3 separate regions of the Sus scrofa genome follow, and regions 2 and 3 are each linked to region 1. A link is a contact called in public Hi-C and HiChIP or PLAC-seq data. All regions are on one chromosome and are shown on one strand. Each heading gives the region's core, a stretch centred on a gene start, on an enhancer-like site or on the middle of the called end of the contact. The rest is flanking DNA. Distances are from core to core; before and after follow the strand shown.

Region 1 (3,737 bases), core at 467-2,966:
AGTGGGATAAGGATCTGGCATTGCCGTGAGCTGTGGTGTAGGTCACAGACGCGGCTCAGATCCCGAGTTGTTCTGGCTGTGATGTAGGCTGGCAGCTACAGCCTCCGATTTGACCCCTAACTTCCATATGCCATGGGTGCAGCCCTAAAAAGACAAAAAAAAAAAAAAAAAAAAAGGTTCTGATGGAATCGAACAAACCAGGTCTGAATCTTGGCTCTGCTTCTCATCAGCTGTGTAAACTGAGATAAGACAACACCTCTTAAGTGTCTTTGGGAGGGGGCTGCACTGGTGGCTTACAAAAGTTCCCAGGCCAGGGATGGAAAACTGCACCACAGCAGCAATGACACCAGATCCTTAACCCACTGAGCCGCCAGGGAACTCCAGTGTCTCTATTTATAAAATGGGAATAGCATTACAGACTTTATAGGAAGGCTGTGATGATTAAATGCAGATAAAAAAGCATAAAGGGATCCACGCACAGCTCGGCACATGTTAATCTCAAACTTAAAACTGTCAATTGAGATTCTCATCAATTCTCTTTGCCATGTGTGAAGATCTAAGGAGAAAATACTCCGAAAGGCCCTCTAAACCTTAGAGAGTTGGCCAAACCTCCAGGATTGTTACTGTTACACAGGGTGGTGAATCCAGTGGACTTGGCAGCTCAGCCAATCCACCTAAGCACAGAAACACTGCAGGTTTGGGAGACGCTATCTTTGTGACTCTGTGGCTTCTGGTCTCCACCAAAGCCAGCTACACATACCTCCAACCCTGCCGCCTCCCCTAGTTGACAGAGAAAAAACCCATTCCACTAATGGGGTGGGGCACACACACAGGAAATCAGACCAAGGAGACTTCTAACCCCGGTCAAGGCCCTGGTCCCCTCAGGGTCTCATTCCATCTCACTGTGCAGATTCTATACAACCAGACGCGAGCAGTACTGCCCAGCCCCACCCGCAGGACCTCGGACACTAGCTGTTTCTACCCCTTATTGTGCAGACGGAGAGTCCACACAGTCGACGGGCAGCCAAGCCTGGGCCTTCTGATATGGCAGCCTCTCTGTCCAGGGGCTGACCTTGGCTTCAAGGGCTCTTGGCGGCCGGCTGTCTTTCGAGCGGCGCCTATGCTGAGCCGTGACTGGGGTCGAGTCCAAAGTGAACTATGATAGCAACTCCCATGTGACGGGCACTAAGCTGTGCTCGGCTCGGAGCTGAGCAGTTTACTGAATCCTCGCGCCCACCCTCCCAGCGGGTGCTCGCCTTACCCCTCGGTTTCAGGAAAGTGCCCTCCTTACCCCCCGTTTCTCACAGGGGAAAGTGAGGCTCAGGGAGGGAAAGGGGCTTGGTGCGGCGGGGGCCGGCGTGGGGGAGTGTCCTGCCCAGGCTTCGGGGGGCCTCGGCCTTCCTCACTGCACACCCGGAGCCCAGGAACCGCCTAGGAGCGCGCACGTGGGGCCCAGCCGGCTGGCGCCTGGGTCACGTGGCGAGCCGGGGACTCAGGGCGCCGAGGCAGTTGGGTGCGGGAGCCTCCCCTCTGCCGGCGGCCGCCGCTCCCGCTCCCCCTCGCGCTACTCACCCCGGGCGGGGGCTCCCGGGACCCGGGAGAAGAGGACGAGAAACAGGAAGGGAAGGAGGCGGCGGCAGGGGTGAGCACCCCAGAAGCCCACGGCCGGCTCCGTCAGACCCAGGTCAGAAGCGACACCTCGCGGCGCGCACCGCCTTTGTCCGCTTACGTCACTTCCGGGTGTTGGGGCGGGGCCTCCGAGAGGCCCGCCCCGCGATTGGTTTGCCCCGCCCCGTGGGATCCTGCCCTCACTTGAGATTTGCCTCCTTAAAGAGCCGCAGCACCCACTCTGTTCCCGCTTCCATCTTGCGCACCAGCTCATTTGGTAGCAAGGCTGGACTTTTTTTTTTTTGGTCTTTTCTTTTTGGGTCTTTTTAGGGCCGCACGTGCGGCATATGGAGGTTCCCAGGCTAGGGGTCTACTTGGAGCTCTAGCCTCCGGCCTATGCCACAGCCATGGCAAAGCGGGATCCAAGCCGCGTCTGCAGCCTTCACCATAGCTCACCGCAACGCCGGATCCTTAACCCACTGAGCAAGGCCAGGGACCGAACCCGCAACCTCATGGCTCCTAGTCGGATTTGTTAACCACTGAGCCATGACGGGAACAACATGACTGGACTTTTAAAAAACCGAACGTTCTATGGGTTTTCCACTGGGTAAAAAGAGGGAGAAAAAGCCTCATTCAAGCCTTAATCCCCTTCTGCCAGATAGATGGAATAATTACTCACCTTCCAGGACTCTGAGGGTTAAATCTGTGGGATACCCTGTGTCAAGGGCTCACCTCTGTGCTTGGCGTGAAGTCTCAATAAATAGAAACTGATGCATAATTTTCATCATAATATTCATCTATGTCATAATATTCACAATATTCACCATAGTCTTTTTTTCCTAAACTGACATTTTATCTTCGATTTACAGTGCCTTCCTCTGGGTGTTGCACATAGGAGGTGCTGAAAGTATGCTTGCTCTAATGAAGTGAAAGGGATGATGGGGGTGCGGTACACTGAAAAGCCTCAACCTGGTTTTGAGTCCCCCACATCTGTCCGTGTTATTTGGCATCCTCTCTAGGGAACTCTGGATTTGACTTGGTTGCCTTGGCCTGGGCGCTCCCAAGCTTCATTTTCCATGTCTCTACGGCAAGTGGATAAATCTTAGATAATCTCAGTTGCTGGAGGTGTCTATAATCTTTTGGGGGCAGCTCTGAGCCCAGCTCTTTTAGGGGTGCCTTAAAACCCGCCCCTACCTTTTTCTCCTATTGATGGAAAACTTCCTTCCCTACACCTGGACTCCAAGGCCTTTCCGGGTCTGGCCAGCCTGCTGACCTCAAAAAGCTTCTCGCAGAGTTCTCATCGTGGCTCAGGGGTTAATGAATCTGACTAGTATCCATGAGGATGCAGGTTCAATCCCTGGCCTCGCTCAGTGGGTTAAGGATCAGGCATTGCCATGAGCTGGGTGTAGGTCACAGACGTGACTCGGATCCTGTGTTGCTGTGGCTGTGGTGTAGGCCAGCAGCTACAGCTCCGATTCGACCCCGAGCCTGGGAACCTCTGTATGCTGCAGGTGTGGCCCTAAAAAGAAAAGGAAAAAAGGAAGGAAGGAGGGAGGGAGGGAGGGAGGGAAGGAAGGAAGGAAGGAAGGAAGGAAGGAAGGAAGGAAGGAAGAAAGAAAGAAAGAAAGAAAGAAAGAAAGAAAGAAAGAAAGAAAGAAAGGGAAATATCTCACCTTCCTCACTCAATATTCTAACGTCCCCAAGGAGGCAGGCTCTTCCATCCCTGGATGAGGAAATGTTTACAGAAAACAAAATACATTGTCTGTGATGTTTCCTTCCAGGCAGACATCTTGTCATTTGAATTCCAAAGCCTTTTTTTTTTTTTTTCATTTTCAAATTGCAAAATCATACCAGGCCAGTGAAATGACTTGTCCAAACCACCCTTGTCCCCCTACTCCAGTTTCACCATACCAGGTTCATCCCTGGCCCCTCCCAGCCAAGAGTCACAGGTGGGGCCCAGCAGTCCATCTTACCCTGGAGCCTGAGAAAGGAGAGGCTTACGCAGCATCACATAGCAAGTAGAAGCAGAGTGCAGTGTTTCTGTTGGGTGTTTTTTGTTTGTTTGTTTGTTTGTTTTTTGCCTTTTAGGGCCACTCCCATGGCATATGGAGGTTCCCAGGCTAGGAGTC
Region 2 (3,737 bases), core at 705-3,204, 490 kb after region 1:
GATCATTCTCCATATTTGTCGAACACTTTCTTTTTGGCATGCAGAAGTTCCCAGGCCAGGGATGAACCTGTCCAGCGGCTGCCACAAGGATGGATCCTGAACCCATTGAGCCACAGGGGAAGATAGCCTCAATATCTTATCACCTGGCCGGCATTCAGCAAGAATTTCACTAGCCTCCGTGTTCCTTCTTAGTCATTTTCCATCCAATGACCCCTACTCTGCTTGGCTATGAAGCTCCACCTGTCCTTGTGTTTGGAGTTGAGCCCAATCTCTCTCTCTATTGCAAAACCTCCACCGCAGTAGCCTCTCTTGGTCCTTACCATTTTTTTTTGTTTGTTTGTTTGTTTTGGTTTGGGTTTTTTTTGGTCTTTTTAGGGCCATACTCGCGGCACATGGAGGATCCCAGGCTAGGGGTCTAATTGGAGCTACAGGTGTCAGCCTACACCAGAGCCACAGCAAGGCCAGATCCGAGCCTCGTCTGCGACCTACACACCACAGCTCATGGCAACGCTGGATCCTTAACCCACTGAGCGAGGCCAGGGATTGAACCTACAATTTCATGGTTCCTAGTAAGATTCGTTTCCGCTGCTCCACGACGGGAACTCCAACAGGTATCATGAATATTTTTTTCTTTAACATGTGGATACCAAGTGAATGAGCATATTACTATATCGATTTATGGCTGTTGAAAGATGATATGGCTGGATGCTGGCTAAAGGAATCACATAGTCAGCTATAAGCTGACACTGGTAAATAAGTCAATTTATCAAGAGAGATGAATAGAAATACATAGTGAAGACAGAGAAACACATACAAAAAAACACATAGAGGAAGTTCCCTTGTGGCATAACAGGTTAAGGGTTTGTACCCACATGCAGTGTATACGGCCAAAAAACAAACCACTAGAGATGATAACTGCAGGTGTGTGATATGAAAGTTGATGGTGGCTCCAAGTAGATAATAATGAAGATCAATAGTTCTGAACCTAGGGTACACATTTAAGTCACCTGGAAGCTTTTCAAAACTCCACCTGCCAGGCCCCAACTGCACTGAGAGAACCAGGGCTGGGAGTAAGGCCAGGGTCTGGATTTTTAATAAGCCCACAGGTGCCTTGAAGCTTACCCTGCGCAGGCAGGCAGTAGGTGATGGGGAACTGGTGCAAGTGCAAGGAGATAAAGCCAGGAATCCAGGGGACAGAGCAGAGAGGAAAGTTTATCAGTTCAGGAAAAGGGCTCACACCTGGGTTAGAAGAGGAAGCCTAGAGATAGCCTTCCACAAGAGCGGTGGAAACAGGCAACGAGCCCCTTCCAAGCCCCATGGGAGGGAGGCGTGAAGTGCAGGCCGTCCTTTTGCCTGTCTGGAGCGGTGAGGGGCTGGTTCAAGGTCAGCAGGCATCCATGCCTGGAGGTTAGTGGGTTCCCCCACCTGGGCAGAATGAAGACTCTCTCCCCTTTCCCTCCCTTTAACCGCCTTCCCCACGCCCTCCTCCAACTTTGGGGAACCACAGAGTTTCCAGGGGCCAAACAGCCATTGTCCAGCGGTGGAGGACGAGTCCCCAGCCGGCCTGTCCCCTGGCTCGGTTGTTCTTAGTGTCACCAGGGTAGGGCAGAAGAGGAGAGGGGGCTAGAGAGATCAAGGTGACGGCCGGGGGCACAGAGATATCCAGGGCAAAAGAGGCCGAGCAATAGGGAGACAGAGGACCCAGGAGGCGAAAAGGATGTGAACGGACTAACGGAGAAAAAGAGGAACAAATAGGTCGGGGCGGAGGGTGGGGAGCGGGGGTTGGAGTGGCCGGCACAGGACGAGGAACCGAGAGAGGATAAAATCCCGGCGGGCTGCAGGGGGCAGCCGCGAACAGCCTTGGGCAAGGTCTCCACCGCCCCGCCCCGCCCCGCCCCTCGCCCCGCCCCTCGGCGCGGCTCCTCCCCCGCGGCCCGCGCCCCGCCTTGCGCGCTCCGGCAGGCTCAGCGGCGGTGGCGGCGGTGGCGGCGGCTGGGACTGGCGCGCGTAGGGCCGGCGCACCGGCAGCAGGTGGGCGCGGTGCGGGCCGGCGGCGGCGGCGGCGGCGGCAGTGGGCCTGGAGGCTGTCGGGCGGCGCTCGGTTCGGGCGCAGCCGGCCTTGCGGAGCACCATGGACTTCAACATGAAGAAGCTGGCATCGGACGCGGGCATCTTCTTCACCCGGGCCGTGCAGGTGAGGCCGTGCGCCCTGGGCCCCGTGCGGCCGGCGGCGCCCCAGCAGCAGAGTCCGGGCCACGGGAGAAGGCCCTCGCGGCCGCCGCCCCTTCCCCGCTGCGGGGGTCGCCCTAGCCCCCCACCGCCCCTCCTCCTGCGCTGTCCAGTAGCTAGAAAGAGCCCGGGGCGGCCGGCCACACTGGCCGCACCCTCAGCGTGGCCCGGGGCCGGGGAATGAGCCGGACCTCGGCCCTGCTGCCTGGCGGGGAGGCGTCAGCCTCCACCATTTCGACCGGCCGGCCGGCTGGCCGGGTTATCCGCTGACCTGGTGTCTGTCTGCCCCGGCTCCGGTGGGGGCTCTTTTGAGGAGGGCAGAGGGCACCAGGCGGCCCTTGCCTTCCTGCCCTTGCTCAGCAGTGACTCTGATTCCCAGCAGGCGTTTGGAGGCCCGAGTTCCAGGCCCAAGGACTCGTGCACCCTCCCTGACCCCTTCTCTGAGCCTCACTGGTGCACCTGTGCAATGGGCTGGTGGTTCTGATTCCCTCAGGCCCCTTTTGCACGCTTGGCTAGTCAGTCCGGAAGCCAGAAAGGCTGGGATTATTTCCTTTCTGCTCCCTGGGAGGCCTGCTTCCTCTTATGTCCCTGGGCCTGGGGGGATGGGGAAAGGGCCAGGGTTTGGCTCCCATGCCCTCCTTGGGGGAAGCTGCGATGCTGAGATTAGAACAAGTCCTACCCACCTTGTTAGGGACAAAGAGAGAAACTAAGGCAGCTTTTCATGTAATGGCGAAGACCAGGAGTTAGCTGTGGGTGTGGCGTCCCCTCCTGTGACTTTGAGGTGGTGATGGGGGCTCCACCTCGCTGGGCCTCAGTTTTTCAATCTGAAAAATGGCCTTAGCAATCCCCCTACCCTCCCAGCATGGAGGTGTCCCTGTCCCAGGCACTCTGCATGGACGTGCACACGAAAGGTAAGTCACTCTTGGTGTAACGTGGTTAGCGTTGTACCCGTGCAGCACGTGACCTTGGGGCAAGTCACTTCTCTCGGAACCGCCGTGTCCCCTTCTGTCAATTGGGTGTCACACCATGTCTGCCTCCAAGGGTGACTGCAGTCGCAGCGTTCCGGGAACAGGTCCTGTTGTTTGTCCTTGGCCTGGTTGTTGGTTCTCTGGAAGAGCCCAGCCCGTGTGCCCATGTTTACTAGAAAGCACAGTATCCGTTGAGAATTAATGCCCTAGGGGGGGTTGCTGCTCCATGTTCTAAGCCCTGTGGGTGACCCCCACCCTACTGGGGATGCCAGGAGCCTGGAGCCCCTTGGCGAGTGCCAGTTCATCCAGAAGGCAAAAAATCTTCCCCACTGTTGGTATGGCAACCGCTTTATCTCCCACATCTGGTAAGAACCTGATCTGCCAGTTTCCTGCAACTGTGGGGCCCTAGCACCTGATCTGGCCAGGCCTGCAGAGCCTGGGGTATGTGGGGAGGCTTGGGCCCTGTGGCCTAAGGTTGCCTGGTGGGAGCAGGCCCAGTGGGTGGCCCATACTGGAGTGGGAGCGAGTGCCCAGGCCCCA
Region 3 (3,737 bases), core at 319-2,818, 420 kb after region 1:
CCCAGGAACTCCATAGGCTGCCAGGCGGCCAAAAAAAAAAAGAGAGAGAGAGACAGAGAGAGAAAATCCTTTCCCTGGCCGCTCCATCCCAGCTATTTGAGATGAATTAAAAAGAAACCTCGGTGTAAATAAAAGTTACAGATGGTGAGACCAGAAAGAGACTCAGCTCCTTGCACAACCAGTCTTTCTAAATTAATAGTTTAGACGATCCAGGGCAGTAACTTCTTGGTAACTTCTCAGCCCCTGAATCTCCGGTGCCAGGCCTCCGAGGAGGAGAGGGGAGATGAAAGAGGGGTGGTCAGGGAGTCGGGGAGGCGGGAAAGGGGGTCCGGGCAGGCCCAGGCCCAAGGAGCACCAGGGTCTAATAAAGACAGCAGCCCCCACCCCCGACAGCTTCCCCACTGGGTCAAGAGCTGACAAACACGCGCAGCCCAGACGTGGAAAAGGCCACCGGACCGTCCACCCGACCCTCGGGCGGCTCAAGCTCCCCAAGTCCTGGTATTGCGCCCCTCCCAGCACCCCTTTTGCAGCCCTGGGTTCCTGCCCCCCACCTCCAGGTCCCCCCAGCCCTTCCCCCTCGGGGCCCCAAGAGCGTCGCTCATCTCTCTCAACCGTCGGGCTGCAGAGCCCCCCACCCCCCACGCCATCCCCGCCCCCAGACCCAGCACCGCCCCCGCGTCCCCGCGCCCCCACCCCGCAGCGGCCCGGCCCGTCCCGTCCTACCTGGCGGCGACTGCCGCTCGCCCTCAGCCATCTTCCGCCCGCCAGGAGCCGGCCCGGATGCCTGCAGTCCCCTCTCGCCTTTCACCCCCGCACCTTCCCTGCCCTTCCCGGGCTCCCCTACGCGCTCCGAGCTTTCTGAAGAGAAACGAGCACTGGCTGGCTAGAACCGAAAACCGAGAATTAAAGTCACCCCAGCGAAGACGACCGCCATGTTGGTGCGGGGCACCCAGGGAGCATGCCCAGCAACGGCCGGCTCGCGGCGGTCGCGCTCACTCCGAGGCGGCGGCCATGTTGGTGCGGGGCACCCAGGGAGCATGCGCACCGACGGCCGGCTCGCGGCCCGACGCGCCAACTGCCTGCCGGGAGGGCCCTGGGAGCGCGGCAGCCATGCTTTTGCGGGGCGGTCCCCACCTGTCATCTCGGAGCGTGGCTCTGACCCAATCCCGAGGACTAGTGGAAGACAGTCTCCTGTCGGTATGGTTGTGTTTTCCTAGCACTTTGAGAGCAGCGCTCAAGGACACCAAAGGGACTGAGAGGGGTGCACACCGCTGCCTCCAACAATTTGGACGGCTCATGGAGGCGGGAAAGGGCAAGGTGGACGGCGGGCGCCGCTGTGCGCCTCTTGGGTTCCACCGCCTAGCGGTGAACCCACCTGCAGGGGGCCCGGGCCCCGCCCCCGGCGCCGCCCCCGGCCCCGCCTCCCGGGCCGCCCAGCGCTCGCGGCTAGAGGTCGGCGTTCGCCGCCCGCCGAAGGCCCCGCCCCAAGAGTCCGCCTCCCGCGGGCCGCCTGCCGGCCGCCGCCCGGCGGGGTGGGTGGGCGCGGGGCCGCTTCTACCCGCCGGCGGTGGTGACTCGGCGATCTTGGACCGGAAGGGTCTAGTGGGGACCCACCTACAGCCGCGGCGCGGACTTTGACCAGCGCCTGGGGAGGAGCGGACAGTGTGTCCCTGGGCAGGCCGCCGAGATGTTATCCTTCGCTGCCAGGACCGTGGTGAGTGCGGCGGGGAAACCGGCCTGGTGGACCATGGACGGGACGGGTGGGCCGCGGGCCGAGCCACCCGCGCAGCTGCGCCGGAAAGGGGAGGACACAGGCCGTAGAGGCGACGCGGCCCAGCGGCCGCGGTCCAGTCCGGCCAGCAGCTGCTGGGAAGGGGTCAGCAGGTGGATTAATCCCGTCTGGCAGAGGGAGAGACTGAGGCTCAAGGTCAGAGGCTGGATCGAACCCACACTTTGTGGCGCTAAATTTCAATGACCCGGAAAAGATAACGCCCTGGCCTCAGGCAGCACCTCCACCCGTAGCCAAGGAACCGAGAGAGACCAGGAGTGTCTCTCAGAGATTATTCTCTCACTCACTCACTCACCTGTCCCATGCTCAGCCTGAGCCATTTCTTCCCGGCCAGAGCCACTTCTCCAACTCCCTGCAGTTAGTCACCTTCCCTGGGCTTATCAAACGGCCCCTGGGGAATTGTGTGTGGTCAGAGACACTCCACTGAAGGCATCAAGCTGGGCTGCTCAGAAAGTCCTCCCAACTGGCAGAGGGCGGCAGGTGGCAGCCCCATTCCCCCCCCCCCCCCGCGTGCCACCAGTCTCTTCCTCAACTTGACTTACAGCTACATCCCCCCATCCCTCCGCCCGCCCCCCATCTTCCCAGAGGGCAGCTTGGAGCAGGTGTTGCTGCTGATTCGGATCTCTTTCCTCTCTGCTCCAAGCATATCTCTGTCTGTGTCCCCTTCTATGCCAAGAAGAATGTTTGGCCTCTGCCAGGCCCAGAGGCTCTTGAGATCTTCCAGGATCTTCTAGAGCTCCCCCTTACACCTGCCACCTGATCTGTGTCCACAGCCTCTAGGTCATCTCCCAGGACCTGCTATGTGGCCTGATCTCTTTACTGCCAGGAAAACTGAGGCAAGGAGAGACTTGGCCAGAATCCCTTGGATCTGTTGTCTCCAATCTAGCCCAATCCCAAAACTAGCGTCCTTGATGGATTTTTAATGCCCAAAGTCCTCTCTTTTTTGCGGGGGGGGGGGGGCATGCCTGCAGCATGTGAAATTTCCACACCAGTGATTGAATCCTCAACACAGCATTAACCCAAGCCCCTGCAGTGACAGCGCCGGATCCTTAGAGAACTCCCAAAGTTCTCTGCCCTTGCCTGCCCCCCGCAGCTGATTGAGCCACAGCTCAAGAGAACCAGGCTTTGCTGGGAGGATGGCCCGGAAGGGCCCCAGGAGTCGTGGAGGGAAACGTCCACTTACTGCCCTTTCTCAGCATCTGCGCCTTTGCACCTGCCCAGTTTTCAGGACTATATGCAGGGTTACGGTGTATCCTCAGCAGCCAAGCAGTTTCTGTCCTCCAGCCAAGTTTTCCCTCATCAAACAGGCTTATGCAGATTCTAACAGGTGGATTTTTAATACCCCTTGGCTTGCCTCCCTGGCCCTGGGCCCAGCCAGGGAGGAAAGGTTTCCATGTCTCCTCCTCGGGTACACACCCGCAGCCTTCTCACCTGCTCCCCATTTCTCCCCTTCTGGAAACTAGGGAGGGTGGAACAACGGCTCCAGCGATAGCCAGAACCCGAGAAGCCACCAGAGCCACCACAGCCATCGCCTCTGCCGCCCTCCTGAATCTTGGCTCTTGTCTTCTCTTTCCAGCCCGGGCAAGTGGCTGTCTCTTGCTAGGTTCTGCTCACCCACTTGGTAGCACAGTTAGGCTTAGCGATCCAGCCCAAGGCAGACAGACAGGGCTCAGAACCTCAGTCCTGCCATGGAGGACGGGCAGCAGAAAGAGAAGGTATGAAACGGAGCCTCTGTCACTTGCCTCCCCACTGCTGCCAGCAGCCTCGGACTCTCCTATCTCTCTTTCTGTCCGCCTCCTCCAGAGTCTCCAGACTCTCCCTCTCTGCCAACTCACACCCTCCTTGCCAGGCCTCTCAGCTCTCTCTTGTCACGACGCTGCCCCTATGCCACCCCTGTCCTCACCCCACAGCCAGGAAAATGCCCGAGGCCTCGCCCTCACCCAAAGGT

What was found. A called contact is a pair of places that touch in the nucleus more often than the background predicts. HiChIP or PLAC-seq counts read pairs in DNA pulled down with a chosen protein or histone mark.
Region 2: a Hi-C map of embryonic fibroblasts shows a contact between it and region 1, with 1.9 times the contacts expected there. The contact joins the promoter of SH3GLB2 here to the promoter of NTMT1 in region 1. A contact is called at or near these places in 2 of 5 promoter capture datasets (fetal liver and skeletal muscle) and 4 of 47 Hi-C or Micro-C datasets (embryonic fibroblasts, heart right ventricle, liver and 1 more).
Region 3: a contact with region 1 is called in an H3K27ac HiChIP or PLAC-seq map of alveolar macrophages. The contact joins the promoter of CRAT here to the promoter of NTMT1 in region 1. A contact is called at or near these places in 2 of 5 promoter capture datasets (fetal skeletal muscle and liver), 1 of 47 Hi-C or Micro-C datasets (liver) and 1 of 2 datasets of contacts at active chromatin or transcription factors (alveolar macrophages).

The regions. Positions count from the first base shown.
Region 1 is chr1:269,817,753-269,821,489 of Sscrofa11.1, reverse strand. It overlaps NTMT1 (N-terminal Xaa-Pro-Lys N-methyltransferase 1), which reads right to left and starts at 1,716. Exons shown (of 5, transcript NM_001243457.1): 1 at 1,573-1,716. C1H9orf50 reads left to right here. Exons shown (of 13, transcript XM_021085475.1): 5 at 1,425-1,642.
Region 2 is chr1:269,330,568-269,334,304 of Sscrofa11.1, reverse strand. SH3GLB2 (endophilin-B2) reads left to right here and starts at 1,954. Exons shown (of 10, transcript XM_021069904.1): 1 at 1,954-2,194. The coding sequence starts at 2,132.
Region 3 is chr1:269,399,073-269,402,809 of Sscrofa11.1, reverse strand. It overlaps CRAT (carnitine O-acetyltransferase), which reads left to right and starts at 1,568. Exons shown (of 14, transcript NM_001113047.1): 1 at 1,568-1,714. The coding sequence starts at 1,688. It overlaps PTPA (serine/threonine-protein phosphatase 2A activator), which reads right to left and starts at 1,034. Exons shown (of 10, transcript XM_001926077.6): 1 at 724-1,034. The coding sequence starts at 754.